2 separate regions of the Ovis aries genome follow, and region 1 is linked to region 2. Evidence: chromatin contacts called from public Hi-C data. All regions are on one chromosome and are shown on one strand. Each heading gives the region's core, a stretch centred on a gene start, on an enhancer-like site or on the middle of the called end of the contact. The rest is flanking DNA. Distances are from core to core; before and after follow the strand shown.

Region 1 (6,164 bases), core at 2,923-5,422, 71 kb before region 2:
ATGTGTATGTGAAGTGTATATTTTTATATGCATGCGTGTGAAGTGTGTATTTTTATATGTGTGTGCTGTCTGTGTGAAGTGTATGTGTATTTTTATGTGTGCACACGTGTATTTTTTATATGCATGTGTGCGTGCGTGTGCACACGTGATCTCCCTGCTGAGTGTGGTCTCACCACCCACCCCGCCTGGTGCCCAATGCAGGCCCACCCACCCAAGGAGTAGAATTCATCCCTTGTTGAGTGTTAAAAAGAACCTACTAAAAAAGAAAAATAAATAAGAATTTTTAAAACAAATTTTAAATTTAAAAAATTATAAGGAAAAAATGGAAAAGAACGTACTGTAAATAAATAATAAAAAAGAACCTACCACGGTTACCGAAGGGGAGGGACAAATTGTAAGGTTAGGATTAACAGATACAAGCTACTGTACATAAAACACACACACACACACAGTGTCGCTCAGTTGTGTCCGACTCTTGCGACCCTGTGGGCTGTAGCCCGCCAGACTCCTCTGTCCATGGGATTCTCCAGGCAAGAATACTGGAGTGGGTTGCCATTTCCTTCTCCAGGGGATCTTCCCAACCCAGGGATTGAACCCAGGTCTCCTGCATTGCAGGCAGATGCTTTATCCTCTCAGCCACCAGGGAAGCCCTATACATAAAACAGGGAACCAAGAATTACCTTGTAGCACAGGGAATTATACCCAGTGTCTTGTAATAAGCTATATGAAATATAATCTGCAAAAAAAAAGAGAAAAATCATTTTGCTGTGCATCTAAAACTAACAGCATTGTGACCAAAAGAACCTACCGGTTCACCTTGTGAACGTTCCCACCACACCGAGTTGCTGGGACAATTGTGTAGCCAGCTGACGGTGCCAGGCAGATGCGAGTGCAGCCCCTGGACCTCAGCGCAGGGAGCACACCGCCTTCAGCTGGCTCCTCAGCCAAGTTCCAGTGCTCACCAGCAGGTGGCAGCAGCCACCCAACATCTCCGTTTGCTGAGGGCTGGTCTGGTCTCCAGATGTCTGTATTAATAGCTTGTGGTTTGGGCTTCCCAGGTGGCCCAGAATCCGGCTGCCAATGTAGGAGACCCAAGAGACCCAAGAACCCAAGAGAGGTTCAGTCCCTGGATCAAGAAGATCCCCTCGAGAAGGAAATGGCAACCCACTCTGGTATTCTTGCCTGGAAAATGCCAGGGACAGAACTGAACGTACATGCACGTACATGCAGCTCATTGTCCAGCCAAATTTAAGGTTGAGGCCAACCAAAGTATATGGGAGCGGGGGTCAGGGTGGGGCTAATTTGTCCACAAAAATGGTAAAGTAACAACATTTTCTAAGCACTTCCAATGTGCCGGACACCGCTATCCATACTTCACACGTATTGATTCCTGGTCCTGATCAATATACCCATTCCATGTATGAAAAAACAGACATAAGGAAGTGAAATGGTTTCTGCAGGTTGAAAGCTAGTAATTGGGTCTCCTAGTTTCCCAACTCAGGCCGTCCAGGCTCAAAGCCCTCTCCACTTAGTCCCCTTTCCAGAGATGGGGTTTGCCTTGGGTGGGTGGCTAGCATGATGCTGAGAGACAACCCCCCTCAAATTGCAGAATCTAAAATTTATTTTCTGGGGCCATCAGTTTTTAAAAAGAGGATGCTCACGTCTTTTGCCCCCAGAGATGTACCGCAAAAGCCCAAGGGGAGTGTAGTTTCAGGCATGGCTGGATCCAAGAGCTTAAGAGGTATTATCAGGAATATGAGTCCGCTTCCCAGCCCTGCTTTCCAGTGTGTTGGCCTCGTCTCAGATGAGCTCAGATGTTCTCTAGGGGTCGGGGGGGCCGGGTCACGTAGCCATTCCCAGAGCTGGGGTCAGCCCCCCAGTGGTGCTGACACAATCTCGGGCACCCATGGCTGTTTCTTCCCTCCTGACCCAGGTGCCCTCCAGCAGAGCAAGATGAAGAGAGTTTGGACTTGAGGTCAGGAGCCCAGAGTTCAAGTTCTGACTCTGACCTTTAATTCAGGGTGTGACCGCAGACAAGTCACTGGTCCCTTCTGCACCTTCACTTCATTTGTTGAATGGATATCCCGCCCCTGGGAGCCTGCAGATGGAAAAGGGCTGGGCCAGGAGCAGTGGGTGGCACCCTCCTGCCTCCAAAGACAGGGTTGTTAGTAACTGTGTGGCCTGGACGCTGGGTGACGGGGACCTCCGAGCCCCCCACCCCACCCCATGTTTAGGGCTCAGCCACACCTCCAGGCCTTTGCTCAAGCTCTTCCCTCTGCCTGAGTAGCTGGTGTCCCTTACAGCTCCTATTCATTTTCCAGAGCCCAACAAATGCCACCTCCTCCCTGAAGACCCCCAGGGCCTTCCTACTGCCTGCTCTGATCTCCCATCCAAGTGCTGGGGTTGCCTCCTACCAGCCAGGAGTATCGATTATAAACATCTCTTCCAATCCCGTGTTTGAAGCCGTCAAGTTGCTGGCTTGAAATTGACCGTGGTGAAATGTTTACACCGTGGAAATAAGCAAACGCTGCAAATCAGGCTTTACTGAGGAGGGCTCCCTATGTGCCTGATCGGGAGTGAAGCAGCGAACACAAGAGGTGAAGTTGCTACCTTCCTGGAGCTTGTGTTTGGCACTTCATCCTTGTCTCTAGCAACTGTTTATCTCCATCCATCCATCCAACTGTTCTTCCTTCCGGCCTAGACCATCCTTCTTCCGTCCACCCACTAACGCACCCACTCGTCCATCGGTCATCCACCCACCCCCCTCCTGGTACTCCAGCCCCCCAGGTGGGCCAGCTCCTGTCTCCCTTCTGCACTTTTATGAGCTGGGTCCCCTTCAAAGACCCAGTGTCGGTGAGGAGTCCTGTCTGGCCCAGGCCAGAGACCCATGCCCCTCCCCCACCCTGGCCTGCCATCAGCGGGGGTCGCAGGTGTCCCCTCTCCCTACACCTGGGCCCGGAGCTCTGGGTGCTGGAGAGCTGAGCTGCTTCCCCGGAGAGCCAGGGGCTCATGAGCGCCTGGAGCCCGTGGTCTCCCTGAAGGTGTGAAAACCACAGCACACCTTGGCCCAAGCGTCTCCGGGGTGACGGCGGGGGGGTGGGGAGGGCTGCTCACACCTGCAGGAGCTGTGGTTTCACACCTGTGCTCCCATCTGCACCCCGCACATCCTGATCCCAGTCCCACTGTTAAGACCATCAGTGTTCTAGAATTTTCAGAACCAAGGCATCTGGTGTTCTCTCAGCAACTTAGAAGTCAGAGGAGCCATCGGCAGGACTGACAGGTCAGCCTCATCCAAAAGCAGAGACAGCCCAGAGCTTCAGGTGATGCCCTGCAGCCTGACGTTTGGGAAGAACCACAGGCCAGGCAGGGCCAGGCCAGGGCAGAGAGTCCCTCAGGGCTCCGAGAGCTGGTGGCTGAAACAGACTCCGCTATTTTAACCCTGTTCAGTGGCCTCGAAAACCCTGCCTTTAAAGGTGAGCACCCTTAGGAGAAAAATGATCTCTTTTCCTTTCTGATTTTTATTTCTATCGGGCTCTAGAGAAGGGGATGGGAATACTTCTGCACGTTATGCCCCACTACGGAGATGTCCATTCTGATTTTCCTGGGATCTTTTTTCCTTTTTTAAAGTAAGAATTGTTTGCAACATGCAGCACCGATTTCCAGCTCCTGTGAAAAGCTGACGTTCAGTAAGTTGCCTTCAAAATGTCACAAAGAAGTATTTTCTTAGCATCTTAATTTCACATTTCAGCAGGCTCTCTGACAAACTGTCAAGAACTTGACTCCCTCTAATTCCCCAGGATGAACAGTTAAGATGCCAGGGACCAGGACCACCATGTCCTTACTACCTAGACCAGTGTCCCTCCCCCACCGTGAGTGCCCCGAGGAGGGTCCTCTCCCAGCATCCCAGCACCTGTGTGTACTCAATAAATATCTCTTGGGCGCATAATGGGAACAACAAACGCGCAGCAGGCACCCAAAAACAAAATCTTGGTTGCTGAGGGGCTGATTCTAAGATACAAAGCTGGTTTTCAGCCCAAAATCCCCCAGGTGCCCCTCTGCAGGGCGGGACAGCCCGCAGGTACCTGCGTCTTGTCTGGTTTCTCAGCCCCACCCAACCTCCAGCACAGACCGTGGTCCTGGCCGCAGAAGGAAGGAAGCTGATGTTTATTGAGGCTCTGGGCTGCACACCGTATGTGGGCGACCTCTCTGATTTCTCCACAGGGTAGGTCAGGCCACCCACATGGTCCAGACAGGAAACTCCAGCCCAGAGAGGGGAAGCGACTCGCCGAAGATGGCGCAGCCAGGAGGTGTCAGAGTCAGGATTCAGAGCTACATTCATCGCCCACCCTCCCAGTCTTCCCACCCCCAGGGTCGTGATGGGCTTACTTGGTCCCCTTTCCCGCCCCCTGCGAGGTGATGAGGAAGAGTGTGGACCTTGTGCAGCTCCCAGAGGCAGGACCTGGGGTGGGGGGTGCTGGGTGCTGGGCTTGTGGCCTGTCCCAGGCAGGGAGGGCCCTGGTCCCAGCGCATGACTGGCCTCTTGGCACATGTCCTGAGGGCCACCCTCACGTGCCTGGGAAGGAGGGAGGCTGTCCTCGCGTGCACAGAGGCATGTGCCGCTCACATTCATGCATACGGGGAACTCACATCGGCACAGACACATACATGGCATCACCACGGGGGTGCTCCATGTCCACCCAGGCACATGGGCCACACACACGCGTGCACACAGCCACGCCAGTGGCCCCTGAACCCCAGATGCACAGTGTGAGCACCAGGCTCAGGCGTCCCGTCGGGGAGACCAGAGCTGCAGGCCCCTTCACTCCATAGCCCCCGGGGGACCCTGTCCGCGGCTTGTGGCTCAGGAGCATCACTAGCTGGCCTGGGATCCCGGTGGCGTAGGTGAAGGGGCCGTGACCACCCACTGTCGGAGGTAGCTCCTGGGGGGTTCCTCGTCCCTGGGGCTGCTGAAGTCACTCTCCACAGGGCTGCCACAATCAGAGTCCGCAAAGCCGCTGTCAAACGTGTTCATGTCCAGGCCGACCGGAGGTGAGCCTGCCTCACTGTCCGACGGCCCGGGTGTCCAATCTGCCTCATCCTCATGGGACAGCCTTAGCCGGTCAAGGAGGCTGCCCGGCCTCACGGGGCCACCGGCCGAGACGCAGCCACAAGACAGGATTGTGGCCTCCGTGCTCAGGAGCGGATCCTCTGTGCCTGGGCCAGGCTCCAGGCCAGTGTCCAGGTTCAGGGCAGGGTAGCCATCATCCCCACAGGTGCAGGGCCAGTCACACAGCCCCTCTGCATCCACCACGGTCACCGTGTCGATGGACACCAGGCCATATAGCCGGTCCTTCTCCTGGCTGTAAACCGAGCTGCCCAAGCTGCCTGCAGTGGAGGGCACTGGGCCCCAGGAGCCCGGCTCAGGCACCCCGTCAGCTTCCACCAGTTCTGTGGGTTCCGGCAGCTCCGTGGGCACCAGACCCTTGGCTGTACCCTGCGGTGGGCACGGGCTGCACATCTCCAGGGCCAAGTGTACCCCGGGGCTCCAGGGTCTCAGCTCCAGGCTGGAGGCAGTGAAGGGTGTGCCCACCCATTTCTGCAAGAGAGACAAGGAGGGAGAGTCATGGATGGGAGCAGGGACAAGGTGCTCGGTCACTGAATCGTGTCCAACTCTGCTACCACACGGACCGTAGCCCACCAGGCTCCTCTGTCCATGGGATCTCCAGGCAAGAATACTGGAGTGCGTTGCCGTTTCCTCCTCCAGGGGTCTTTCCGACCCAGGGATTGAAACTGCAACTCTTGCGTCCTCCGCATTGGCAGGTAGATTCTTTATCACTAGGGCCATCTGGGAGGCCCACGGACACGGGTTAGGGGGTGAGCTGTCTATGCATAAACAGACACAGAGACAAGACAGACAGTAAGAGAGACAGAAAGGACGACTTCAGAATATAGAGAGATGGGGGTGGGGAGATGAGTACTCGGCTGTGGCCCTGTCCAGAGATGGTCCCCTCCACTGTCCCTGCATCCCTGGGCCTCAGTTTCCCCACCTGTAGCAAGGAGCCATGGCTCTCGGCAGCCTGCAGGCACAGATGATCCGCTGCTCGGCGGCCTGGGGTCTGTGTGGGTGTGGGGTCAAGACTCCCGAGTAGTGGGGACCAAAGGGC
Region 2 (6,053 bases), core at 2,368-4,867:
GAATGAATGAATGATTGACACGGGGTGACCAAGCTTCAGTGAGTGAGGCCCCTAACTTTATTTTCAAAAAGAACTTTTATATCTTGACTTGTACATAGAGGGAAATGAAAGATGCAAAGTCATATAGAGTCAGCCCAAACATTACATCTGTTTTGTCTTTATCGAAACCAGGATTTTTTCTGCATACCTTTCCCATAAACAATGTTGTGTACATTATCTTCCGGCCTTGGAGGCCTGTGAACACTTTATGATCCTCTTTTGATAAAGGCTGCTCAACCAGAAAACTTATTTTCCCTTGAAATGTTTTTTCTTTATATTTCTAATCTACTTCAGCCTCAGAAAGTATCAGACAGAGTTACATTCTCACGGAGCAAGGTGCAGAGAGTTACAACAAAGAAAGAATCAATTAGCTCAAAGGTCTGATGTGGTTAAATTCAAGGCTACTATTTGTTTTTCTTACATTCCAGCTATGTTAACTAATGTACTCCCAGGTGTACAATGGATAAGGGATATGGGAACTTGGCAGCAAGCATTGGCTCAACAGTGAAATTCTACACCAGCACTACTCTAATAGTCTTTAACTCTTCGAAAGGCTCTATATTTTAAGAATATTTTAGGCTTCCTATGCCTCTCACGGTTGGAACGCTGTAAACAATCACATGCATAGCTGCAAGAGTCTGGATAAACCTGTCAGGCAAGCTAGAAAGCCATCAAAGGGGTTTGAACTGAAACACTCCTATCATGTCCAGGAGACTTATTAGCTAGAGCCCTAAGTTGACTTTTTCCAGAGGAATGTGGTCAGGGACAGCCCCCTGTTAATGTCAGAAGAGTTGGTGAAAGACATAAAATAGTAAGACAGACAGATTCTGGTTTGGGGTTAGATGCTCAAGCAGGTCCAGGGGGGGTCTCTCGAGTCCTGAAGGCTTGCTTATCAGGTCTCTTCTGCATGACCTTGTCATGGGTGGGATGGCCCAGGGAGTCCCTCGAGTCCTGAAGCCTTGCTTATCAAGTCTCCTTTGCATGGCCTTGTCATGGGTGGAATCTCCTGTGCTGGCTCCCGGCAATCAAGGACCCTGGTGTCCTGTCCTTGAGGTTCAGCCCTGCACCATGTCCACTTCAGCAAGAAATAATGGATGCTGATGGAGGTAAGGAGCAGGCAGAGATACAGCAGAACCTTCTGGAAGTGGGGATTGGGTGGCAAAAATGAGGGAGGGGATGGTGATGGAGGAAGGGCTTGAGGAAAAGAAGGCTGGGATGTGTCCAGATGCAGGAGAAGTATCTGTGGATTCGTTTCCTACTGCTGCAGTAAGCAGTGGCCTGAAATACAAAAATGTGTTACCTTCTAGTGCTGGAGGTCAGAGGTCTGAAATTGGTCTCACTGAGCTGAAAACCAAGATGTCAGCAGGGCTGTGTGCCTTCTGGAGACACAAAAGGAGAGTCTGCTCCTAGACTTTTCTAACCTCTTGCGGTTTCCTGCCTAGAAAACCGCTAGCTCCCGGCTAGCTAAAATTTAACCGCTAGCTAAAATTACTTAGCTCCCAGCTCCTACTTCCACCTGCAGAGCCAGTAGGGTAGCATTTCCAAATCTCTCTCTGACTGTAACTCTCCTACATCCCTCTTTGACTTATAAACTCTGATTCTATCAGCCCATCCACATAATCAGGATAATTTCCCATCTCAAGGTCAGTTAATTAGCAATCTCATTCCATCTGCGACTCTGATTCTCCTTTGCAGTGTAACATGTCCACAGTTTCCAGAGATTAGGATGTGATCGTTTTTAGGGGTTCGTTACTCTACTGACTACAGTCTTTAAAGCTGCTTTGTGATTACAAAAGAAAAACTACATGGTTTAAACAAAAGCATGTTTATGGTTTGTTTCAGAATACAGAGGTCGATTTGATCACTTGGTGATATCATCAAAGATCCAGGCCCTTTTTTTTCTTCCCTCTCACTCTGCCACATTCAGAACACTATCTTTCTTCTCCAAGCTTGTCCCCTCATGATCACAAGATGGCTGCCAAACCACCAGACATCACATCCAAAGCAGAACAGAAGGTGGCAAAGGGGCCTTTCTTAACTGTGTCCTCTTTGATTAAAAAGGAGAACTATGAGCTTTCTCCTCACTTCCAAGGCAGAGAGGAAGGAGAGACAGACCAGATATGTTGACCAACTCAAGCTGAATTTACCAGCTGAAATCAGAAAATCCAAATTTCCAGATAGGGTGGGGTGTCAGTGTATAGGAGTAAGGGGTCTGGGTGGCTAGAGTCAGAGATTGGTCTCTGGGCTGGGGTCAAAGATAATTCCGTGGCCAGGGCTGGGGATCAGCACGTGGCTGGGTCCAACGTGCAGCCAGGATCACGAATAGGTCCACGGCTGGGTGAGGAATCAGTCTACAGCATGAGTCAGAAGTCATTTTGTGGTTGGAGTCAAGTTCAACCTAGAAGTTCGTTTTGTGTTTCTCTCTCTCTCTCTGCATCTTGGTCTCTCTTGTTTTGCTCTCCTTCTCTGGAAAGACCTGTCATATAATAAATGTGAATATATGATGAGAAATGCATGATATCAACCTGTGCAAATGTACGAACTCTGCCTCTGCATGCGGATGGCTTGTAGAAGTGATTCGGACACATACAAATACAGTCGGTGGGGTCATTCCTTCAGGACGATTTTTGTCTCGGATTTCTATTGGTCCAGTTAGTCCATTAAATTTAGAATGTGGTTATTTCCTTTAATTATGTTTCATGCCCTCCCCTGGGCTTCCCTTGTGGCTCAGCTGGTAGAGAATCTGCTTGCAATACAGAAGACTTAGAGATTCCCTGGAGAAGGGAATGGCTACCCACTCTAGTTGGAGAAGGCAATGGCACCCCACTCCAGTACTCTTGCCTGGAAAATCCCATGGATGGAGGAGCCTGGAAGGCTGCAGTCCATGGGGTCACTGAGGTCGGACACGACTGAGCGACTTCACTTTCACTTTTCACTTTGATGCATTGGAGAAGGAAATGGCAACCCACTCCAATGTTCTTGCCTGGAGAATCCCAGGGACAGGGTAGCCTGGTGGGCTGCGGTCCATGGGGTCGCACAGAGTCGGACACGACTGAAGTGACTTAGCAGCAACCCACTCTAGTATTCTGGCCTGGAGAATTCCATGGACTGTATAGTCCACGGGGTCACAAAGAGTCGGACACGACTGAACAACTTTCACTTTCTCTCCATGACACCCACAGACCCATTCAGTATAATAACAATAATGCTAGGAAACATTCAGAAAGCATTAACTGTGTGCAGGCACCTCTTTCAGCCCTATGTGTATTAACACATTTAACTCTAACATCCATGAGGTCAGTTCTAATATTATTCCCATTTTACAGAGGAGGAAGGAAGCATGGATGGCACGACTGGCTCTGAGCCACACCGCTGATCCTTGGAGCACCCTGAGCTCCGAACGTAAGTCAAGCCCTTTACCAGGTGCTGGAGGAGATGGAGGAGAAAGGCAGGGATGAAACAGAGGTGAGGTCAGGAGGGTGGAGATACCCCAGGTCTAGTTTTCTGGGTGTGGCTCCTCCCTGGGCACTGATGCAGGCGCAGGGCAAGAGTGGGCCACTAGGGGGCAGCAAGAACCAAGGAGCTGGTCTCCAGCCCATCTGCTCTGCCCGGTCTCGTGTCCTCGGCTCCTTAATAAAGCTGGAAAAGGGTGGGATTTTAAGGAAGATCTGGCGTTGTTCTACTGCTGTCAGGGAGCTTAGGCAAGTGAATCACAAGAACAGCTGGGCATCGCCTGGCTTTCACCCATCAAGACATCCACTCCTCACTCCACCACTGTGGGCTGCCAGGGGACTTCTCTTATCCATCTTTGCTGGGGAGGAAACAGGCCCAGAGGGGTCAATACTGTGTCCACAGTCACACAGCTCCGAATTGGCAAAGGTCGGTTCCAAACTGAGGCAGGATGAGTGCAGAGCCCTTGCTTCTCTGAGTCTCAGTGTTCTCACCTATAAAAGGGGTAAAAGAATCTAGACAAACGGCAAACAAGAGTGGTTAGCAGTCGGGGTACATCATGGAAATGTCTCCCACAGAGGCCTCCGGCTGCTGTGAGGATCCAGTAAGATCAGATGCCTCTCTTGCAGCGGGGACTCAGAAACTTCTAGCTGTTTGTGTGGGTGTGTGCGTGTTTAATGAATAACTTTCGTGGGAAAGTAATGTCAGAAAGATTATTCAACAGGATGTTAACAGAGATACACCTTTAAAAACAAACATAACATTTGGGGACTGCCCACGTGATGCCAGGTGCCTGGGAGGGGGATGGGATTTCCGGTGGTTTTCACTTTCCTATTTATACCTTTAGGTTTTCTCTGAATCAGAGAAGGCCAGCACGTGCCAATTTAGTAATCAGAAAAAAAAAGTGGTAAGTAGGGGGTTTGGGTTTTTTTTTTTTAATAAAAAAACTAAAGTGTAAACAGTCCCCACCTTGCCATCCCCACCCCCCTGGAAAAATCTTTGCAAAATCGAGGCTGGGGGTATGCGGAGTTGGGTTGGAGAGACCCTGAATTCAGTGTCTCTGGAGGTCTCTCCAGGTTTTGAGAACTTCCTAAGGGGTGCACCAAGCCCTCTTTGGTGCTGCTATTGTGGGACCTCTCTCTTGCTCTCCACACCTCTGGTCCACATTTGAGGGGAATGGTGGGAAACTCACGCTGCTAGCATCTTGCTCTGCCCACACCAGCTGCCAACTTCTTACTTGGCCAGGGCAGTCTCGCACTGGTCCCACCAGATCCGTTAGACCCTGCCCCTCCATAGCTCTGGGGCTAACATTTGAGGCAGTCTGACCCATAGCTCTCCTTTCGTCTCTCCGGACCAATACCCTTTCTCCTCCACGCTGAGGCAATTGATAAAGTTGTACCTTGGGCTTTAATAATCTAGCCCCACACTGTCCCTACTGTAATCACTAGCCACCTGTGACTATTTAAATATTAATTCAATAAAATTCAAAAAATCAGTTCCTCATCCACACTAACCATATGTCAAGTGTATAACAGCCATAGGTGGCTAGTGCTACGGTATTGGACAAAGTGAAAGTTTTCCATCATAGCAAAAATTTCTGTTGGATAGCCTTATTCTGGACAATTACTTGTCTTGCTATAAATCCCTTCCTGATGTAACACGGAGTAGGACTCTATGGGGCCATCTGGGGACAGATCCCTCCCCCATATCCTCTGCTGTAGCTCCTCTCTGAACTCCCTAGATAACACTTCCTCAGCTGATTTATGGATGCTAAAACCACTACCAAATGGAAGAAATTAACTGCTTGATACAGATGAGCCCCAGACTTACGAGCGCCTAAAAACTGATACCTCACCAGCAACCAATCAGAGAACAGTGCCTGAGCTGATCACACACCCTGTGACTCTCCACTCCCTCACCTGCCCTTTAAAAATGCTTTGCTGAACTCCTTGGGAGTTTGGCGAGTTCAGGATTTTCGAGCATGAGCCACCCGCTCTCCTTGCACGGCCCAGCAATATACATTTCTCTGCTCCAAACTCCAGAGTTTTGGTTTGATTGGTTTCGCTGTGCATTGGACGCATTAACTTGAGTTGGTAACACTCTAAGATTGTTCCTTGAAGCAATGTCCTCTCTTTTCTGATTCTCTCTCTAAAAAACATAAAGTAAAAACTTTGATCCACGATCATAATTGGAGAAATTTGTTTCTGTTTTAACAACCGCTCTTCAGGAGTAATTATTCAATTGATATTTCAGCGAAGGAGTGAATCACAGCGCCTGGTGTGAGGAAGTCCTGACCACAAAGTAAATTTGGAGAGACAGCAGTGAGCAACAGCTGGAAGCGAGACCGATATCGAATGCGGGTTGCGGTGGTGAGAGTGCTGAATCCTAACCGCTAGACCACCAGGGTCTATCTAGCTCTTATCTGCCTTGAAAAAAAATTTTGACAAGGAGACAGAAAATAGAGAGCAAAGTCACGCGTTTATTAGAAAAGCAGAGTAACACGCCAACATACGAGCTTAGAGAAAGTCATGCTTCGGGGACTTTCAGAGTGGAACTGGAACAAG

The links. A called contact is a pair of places that touch in the nucleus more often than the background predicts.
Region 1: a Hi-C map of tail adipose tissue shows a contact between it and region 2, with 5 times the contacts expected there. The contact joins two enhancer-like sites. A contact is called at or near these places in 6 of 16 Hi-C or Micro-C datasets (blood, hypothalamus and tail adipose tissue).

Annotation. Positions count from the first base shown.
Region 1 is chr24:25,520,504-25,526,667 of ARS-UI_Ramb_v3.0, reverse strand. IL21R (interleukin 21 receptor) reads right to left here. Exons shown (of 9, transcript NM_001252180.1): 9 at 4,868-5,596. The coding sequence ends at 4,874. Among named protein-coding and RNA genes, the nearest start is that of IL21R, 37 kb to the right of the region's middle. Within about 2 kb of position 4,172, at least 2 of the 54 cell types and tissues checked have an H3K27ac peak or open chromatin away from gene starts, as enhancers often do.
Region 2 is chr24:25,449,180-25,455,232 of ARS-UI_Ramb_v3.0, reverse strand. LOC105604721 (a long non-coding RNA gene) reads left to right here. Exons shown (of 8, transcript XR_006057868.2): 4 at 1,070-1,145; 5 at 3,366-3,441; 6 at 4,337-4,396; 7 at 5,743-6,053. Among named protein-coding and RNA genes, the nearest start is that of IL21R, 35 kb to the left of the region's middle. Within about 2 kb of position 3,617, at least 13 of the 54 cell types and tissues checked have an H3K27ac peak or open chromatin away from gene starts, as enhancers often do.